Linked DNA regions of Mus musculus: region 2 is linked to region 1. The links are chromatin contacts, called in public Hi-C maps. All regions are on one chromosome and are shown on one strand. Each heading gives the region's core, a stretch centred on a gene start, on an enhancer-like site or on the middle of the called end of the contact. The rest is flanking DNA. Distances are from core to core; before and after follow the strand shown.

The links. Hi-C and Micro-C count contacts between places; a contact is called where the count stands out from the background.
Region 2: a Hi-C map of rod photoreceptor shows a contact between it and region 1, with 6 times the contacts expected there. The contact joins two enhancer-like sites. A contact is called at or near these places in 1 of 484 Hi-C or Micro-C datasets (rod photoreceptor) and 1 of 115 datasets of contacts at active chromatin or transcription factors (astrocytes).

Annotation. Positions count from the first base shown.
Region 1 is chr6:86,470,915-86,474,427 of GRCm38.p6, forward strand. A430078I02Rik (RIKEN cDNA A430078I02 gene) reads right to left here. Exons shown (of 3, transcript NR_131126.1): 2 at 1,879-1,987; 3 at 1-1,575. Among named protein-coding and RNA genes, the nearest start is that of A430078I02Rik, 8.2 kb to the right of the region's middle. Within about 2 kb of position 1,862, at least 362 of the 459 cell types and tissues checked have an H3K27ac peak or open chromatin away from gene starts, as enhancers often do. A contact at or near this core is called in rod photoreceptor, where this site is marked.
Region 2 is chr6:86,932,949-86,936,459 of GRCm38.p6, forward strand. Aak1 (AP2 associated kinase 1) reads left to right here. Exons shown (of 16, transcript NM_001378654.1): 3 at 2,482-2,590. Among named protein-coding and RNA genes, the nearest start is that of Nfu1, 75 kb to the right of the region's middle. Within about 2 kb of position 1,738, at least 25 of the 459 cell types and tissues checked have an H3K27ac peak or open chromatin away from gene starts, as enhancers often do. A contact at or near this core is called in rod photoreceptor, where this site is marked.

The DNA.
Region 1 (3,513 bases), core at 612-3,111:
CTGCCATGACTTCCCTTTACACTATCATGCCAGTCAGTTTTCCCACTGAGTCTTCATTTTTCCCTGGGTTCTAGGAATTACTCTTCCTGAAGTCTCACTGGGGCTACAGATTGAGTTCTACACAGTACTAAAATTATGTTTAGTTTACTTCTACGTATATATTCTTTCAACTTGAAATACATTGGTTTGATATGCAGGGGTTTTTTTTCTCTCTCTCTCATGCTTTGCCAACATGTATATATGAACACATGGGTGCCTGGTGCCTTGGGAAATCAGGAAAGGTTGTTGGAGCGCCTGCAACTGAAGTTAGGGAGGATTGTGAACCATCATGTAGGTGCTGGGAACCTAGGTCCCCTGGAAGAGCAGCCAATACTCCTAACTGCTGTACCATCTATCTCTCCAGCCCCTTGATAGGAATGTCTTATAACTGATAACTCTGTTTTAATTGTAAATGACGAAACACCCAGCTCCAACCTGCTTGGAGGGGGGGGGGGGTGCCTTGTGTTTACAGTAAAGGCTGGACAAGCACCTTGTGGAAATGGGGTGTGGCCAGGCCATACAAGCCCTTGGGACAGTTCTAGCCAACTGTCCATTCAGTTGGGGCTTAACTTGGGGCAGGCCTGTGACTTTGATATTACCATTTTCACGGTAGGGCTTGATGCACAGTAATCTGTCAAACCAGTACTTATAGGACTCACTCTGGGATCTTGTTGAAATGTATATTCTAGCTGGTCACTATGGTGCACACCTTCAAGGGCAACCTTGTCTACATAGAACCAGGTCAGCCAAGGTGAGACCCCGTGTCAACAAAAGTGTCTATCTGAATTGTAAGCTTTAAGGCAAGGTCCAAGACCTGCATTTCTAGGAAGCACCCTGACACTGTACGAAGTGCTATGTGAAAAACTGCCTTTCAAATAACAAGGTTGGTTCCCAAAAGGATTTGTGACTTCCTTCCTGCCTTCCCTTCTACGGCTTGGTGTGGGTCCAGCAGCTATGGCTGAGGCCTGGACTGCGCTCCTGAATGACTCGGGATACTCGGGATACTCTGGACTAGTTCGTAAACTCCACGTCTGCATAATGACACAGAGCATCACATGCGATCTGCTGATGTGGCTGAAGATGGTGCTTTCTGGCCCATCCTGAGACACAATTTCGGTTAATGACAAGGGCAGAGAATGAGTATGATCCTCAAACTTCCCATGACCCGCAGCGCGACCAAGCAGCCAGGCAGTTTCAGGAGACCAAGTAGAGCAAGTAAAGAAGCCACGTTTCTGCCCACACCGGTAGAGGGGAGAAGCCGGAACAGCACGCGGTCACGTGGCCCCGCGAGGTGACGTCACCACGCTGCCGCCGCACGTCGCTTCCAGCCACACCGCCACTGTTCTTCCGCCAGGCGGCGCCGCAGGTTGGTCACGCGCTTTGTGCACAGCCGCGCTGGCGCTCCGGACACGTCACCACCTTCGCGTCCTTTCTGGAGAGCGCGGGAAGGAGGGCGCTGCGGGTGGTGACGTCACCGGGGTTCCCTGCGAGCTCGCGTGGGCGGGGCTGGGGACGTGGCGACCGCCGAGTGTCGAGCTGGAGGGGAGGAGACAAGGGAGACGAGGGGGATGGGTAGGGGAGAAGGGCCGAAGGGAGTAGGAAGGGGTGGAAGATGTAAAAGAGGTGGGGGGTAGAGGAAAGTGGCTGAAGATGGGAAGGGGGTGCGGAGAGGGGGTAGGGGAGAGCCGGGAAGGAAGGAAGTGTGGAGACGAGGGGAAGGCCGGAAGAGTTGGGGGAGGGGATTGTTTAAGGGGAGAGGCGAGAAGGAGGGGTGGGAGAGAAAGGAGGAGATAGTAGGAGGGACTTAGAAAGCCTGCCCTCCTTTCCCCTCCAACGCACCTTACACTAGCACAGCTCTTGAGGCCTCCAAGGTGTCTGTGGCTCCTTCCCGCAGTAGACCTTCCTCCAGGGCAGCCACGTTCTGCCTCCTTTAACCACCATCAATCACCTCAGGAACAAAAGGAATGGTACCTCAAAAGACTTGGTAGTCCCTAACCTTAACCAAACCCGGGAAGGTTTTGTGTTCTGTTCCCTGACTGTTAATAGAAGATTTTCCTCTTTACCGCCCCAGTAAGCCTCGAGCCCTCTGGGTGGCAAAGGGGTTAGAAATGGGACCTGCTTCAGAACTCAAGGTGGGTACCAGAGTTTACCCGAACACCAGTCTAATTCTTTGTCACTGGCGGCACAGCACTGACGAGTGACCTTGAGGTACCCTTTTGCCCCACAGTCCCTGACTTCCAGAAAGAATGGAATAAGAAGCTGAGGTCTGGGAACCATCATCTGAGCTGAGAAAAATGGATTCCCTGTCCCCTTAGTAGGGACAGAGTTGAACTATGGCTACTTCTCCAGCTCTTATTAGGGTTTGGGCCTTGTGCAGAGTGAGTATCCAGCTCCTCCTGGAGGGTGTAAGGGATGCTGCGGCCGCCCGGCCTGCCTGCCTGCCCGCCATGGTCTCCTTTGGTCACTCCTGTCCTGTTTATTAGGACAAGGCTACCTTGGGCTTCAGATGAAAGACAGCATTTGAGGTATAATAAAAAGTAAGAACCCAGAGGGGAAGCAGTCCTTCCTTCATGGCCTTCAGCAGGGTGGGCTAATAATAGAAGGACTCTGTATTAGCGTATTTATCGGGGTCTAGCAGTAGTCACCCCTTCTGGACCTGTTATTCCTACAAACCCACAATGCCTGTTCTCCATGCTCTGAGCACAGCATCCTGTACATAGGTCTTACTAGAGAAGGCTACAGGCTGGAAGTTGAGTTGACACACAGCTTTTTAGCCCTAATTGTCTGGTCTTTTAAGATAGGGTCTCACTATATAGCCTAAGCTAGCCTCACTCTTGGGATGCCTGAGCCTTCTAGGACTGGAATTACAGGTATGCACTGTCCTGATCTCCCCTCTGGTCAAGATAATGGAAGAAGTGTGGGGGCAGACAGTTGAATGTGTGGGTGTTTTGTAGTAGTTCTTTGGAGCCCAAGTTTTTTAAGTAGATGCTTTTTTTGCTTTTTGTTTGTTTGTTGTTGTTGTTGGGGTTTTTTTTTTTGGGGGGGGGGTCAAGGCAGTCTGTGTAACCCTGGGTATCTATAGACCAGGCTGGCCTGGAACTCAGAAATCCGCCTGCCTCTGCCTCCCAAGTGCTGGGATTAAAGGCGTGCGCCACCACGGCCCTGCAAGTAGATGCTTCTTGACAGGCAGCTTCTGTCTCATGTCCAGAGACTTTCTGAGCCTAGTTGATAGAACCTGTGTAGATAGAACAAGACCTTTCCTCCTGCCTTGGCTGGAAAAGCAATGGTTCCTATCCTGAGTCAGCCATCGTGCTGTTGGGACCTGTAGGCACAGGCCCTTGGGAACAGACTGCTAAGGGTTTGAGCAGGACCTGAGTCTAATCATGTGTGTCAGGAACTGCCTTGGAGAGCTGGGGATGCAGCTTAGCTGGGGGAAAGCTTGCCCAATATGCTCAACGCCTTGGGTTCCATCCC
Region 2 (3,511 bases), core at 488-2,987, 460 kb after region 1:
ACAGATCCACAGCAGAAACCTTTCCCAGAGTAAAATAAACGTCTCCCAGGTATTGGAACAGCCTTCGTTCAACTTTAAGAAACTCTATTAAAGATGGTCATCTGGCCCCTCAGGCATGCATGATCACATGCACACACGCCCCCACAGACACACACCCCCACAGACACACACACATACACACACACACAGACACACCCACCCACACACACACACATACACACACCCACAGACACACACACCCCCACAGACACACACACCCACACACACACACACATACACACACACCCACACACACACACAGACACACACACCCACAAACACACACACACATACACACACACACGATTTTTAAAAAAGGTTTCTCTGCAGTTCTTCCTACTTTTGGGGCTTTGTAACTAGAAATGAGTCCTAGAAAGGTCCATAACAAGATTGAAAAGTAGCAGGAACTGAAATGCTTTCTGTGTCACTCTGACCTGTGGCCTGAGGCAGGCGCACTGAGGCTTTCACCTCACTGTTTCTTTCTTGTCCTGTTTTGAAGATGACTTTGAAGATGCCAAAAGCAAAATCATAGGTCGGAATCCACTTGAGTTCCCCTTTCCTTTATCCTTACTGCAATGTGCAATAACCGCTTTTGCCCTCCCCAGCCGCTTGCAGAAAAATGAATCACTCTGTGATGGGTCCACTGCCTAGCACAGTGGTTCTTAGTACGTGGGTCATGACCTCTTCGGGAGTCAAATGACCCTTTCATAGGGGTTGCCTAAGACCATCAGAAAATACAGATATTTACATTACGATTCATAACTAACAAAGCAGCAATGAAAATGTTATGCTTGCAGGTCACCACAATACGAACTGTATAAAAGGGTCGCAGCGTTAGGAAGGTTGAGAACCACCAGTGCTGTAATCCTAGCTCCTCCCTCTGACCTGGAGGATGGTCCCACCAGCTTGGCATCTGTAGCTTACAGCTCTCACTCTCCAATGTGGTTTTCACAATTCCTGGCAATTCTTCCTTTGGGGCAGCTCCTTTCTTACATAGATGTTCTGAGAGAGTAATCCATAGACACTGCTCAACTTAATCTTTCTCATCCCATCTCTTCTCTAAAATTCTTCTCACACAAGTCTCCAGAAGTTTGCTGTGGGCACGTTCCTGTGATTGTCCATCTCTCTTGGGGGCTGCTATTCTGTGTCAGCGGTGCTTTCTGATCCACTGTGCAGAGGGGGCATAGTGAGCTTTACTGTTGATGCTGAGGGTTCCGCTGTTTACTTGATACTTGAGGCTGCTTCCTGGGGTAACTTTGTCATTTTGAGCATTGGTATGTGCACTTTGTGTAGTCAAGAACAGCTTTCCATGGACCCTGAGAAGCTGGGGCAGCTCTCCAGACTGCCCCACTGTTCCACTGGACCAGTCGAGAGCCTACGCTTCAGTCAAACACAGACTCATAGGACCCTCCCCTAAGTCTTTAAAACAAAAGTAAAATGGTATAGTTAATTCACAAATCTTTATTTTACCTTGCATCTGTATAAAAGCCATAATGTCCAGTTTCCTCATGTTTTCTTTCCTCAACCTTCAGGAACCCTTCTTAATAACCTTGGGTTTACAACCATCACCATAGCTATCCGCTCTGTGGGCCAAAGTGTGAGGTGATTTCCAGTGCCTGGGTGGTACTCAGGAGCACCCGTGGGAAGGATTAAATCCCATGAGCAGCAGCCGGGTGCTGAGAAGCAATTCAGCTGATGCTGCATCTTCCAGCCAGCCGGCCATCTGGGAATGCTTAAGTATGACTGAAATGCTGGGTCTAGATGCTATTGTACTCGTCAAAGCTTGCAAGGCAGGGCTTTTTTTTTTTCATATATTTTTTAAAGAGAAACTGTTAAAAGCCAAGTTGGAGCATGTTCAGAAATGTGTCTGCTTTCCTTTATAAATTTGAGCAGGTTACCCAACTAAAACCCTCATGATTCCTTTGTTCAGGAAAGACACTGCTTTGGAAAGAACTGTTAAATGCCGCAGGTAGTAAATCTTTCTCTACCCCTGTCCTCACACACACACACACACACACACACACAAAGAGAAAGAAAGTAAAAACTCAAGCTGAATTCACTTTTGGCCCCATAAACAGGAAAAACATGAATTTCTTTTCTTTTTCTTTATTAAAAATTTACCTGTTTATGTAGTTGTTGTGGTTTTCCTCCTCTATAGTATTTCTGGATGTTATAGGGTCTGTGCTTCTGGTTTGGGTGGAGCACGGAGACAGTGAGCAGGTGGGTGTTTCATGTGGTTCATTCTCTCCTGGGTCAGGAGAATTGGGGATTCAGCAGGACGGTGGAGTTGCTATTGGAGATCCCACGAGGTTTCTCAAAGACCACTGGAAACTCACTGCCCCTTTCCCATGCTGTTGGTGTTGTCTGTGTTACTGGAACAACTGCTAATTCTGCCCCTAGTGTGTCTGTAACTGACATGTACTTCTCCACTCTTGTTCACAGAGAGACCTATCAGGGCACAAGAACATTGTGGGCTACATTGATTCTAGTATCAACAATGTGAGCAGCGGCGACGTCTGGGAAGTTCTCATTCTCATGGACTTCTGCAGAGGTGTGTGCTGATCCTCCTGAAGCTCTTGCTGCTGGCAGTTTAATGGTCGAGGACATGGGGAGCATGTCACATACTGTCCGTTGCACTCTGAAGAAAATGCTCCGCTTTCACAGATGGGAAAGCAAACGCAGGCCATGCTGCTCTTAGTTATGATCATGACTACTAGGGCTATGGTACAGGTCCAATGAACTGAGAGCAAGCACTAGGTAATTCCAGGCCCTGTCGCCATAGGTGTAGAAAGACTTGTCTGTGCGTATGGATGAGATCTCACATGAAAATGAGAAAGAGTGTTCTTTATTGAGGGTTTAACAAACAGTGAAGGCATACAGTAAAAGCCCAGTGCTTATCTCGCAAAGATGGCAGCTTTCCTGCTTCTCACACTGTACTCACGCACTGCTCTCCTGGGATGGAGTGAAAGAATCCCCTCTTGTCTGTAGAAGCGACCCTCGTCTGGCTCCAGAGCTGGAATCCTGGTAAAGCTACATTGAGGGTCTGCTGCTTTCAACTGTAAATACATGAAAGCTTGAAGTCTCATCCATTTATCCTGAGAAATCCAGACTGTAGCACAGCTGTGTTGGGAGCTGCTATCCCATGCACCCATTGCTTGGAGATTTGGCTCTTTGGCTTAAGCAGCTGATGTTATAAGCTTGGGTCATTCATTGCCTTACTGTTTGGTGCCCTGTTTTGTAATTGTCCTTAGTTCCAGTAACATTTTCTGATTTTAAAGATATTGTTCAGAAATTGTTTCTTATCCGGTAGATGTGATGTTAACAAATAATTTTGACCTTTGTTGACTATTGATCTGATTTTGTAAAATGCCCCCAAATTTTAACTTCACAATTTATTCTTTCTTGACCATTCCCCTTTTTCATAGGACTTTTTAGATGCCGGGTAGTAGGAGGTCTTGGATCTGGATAATTT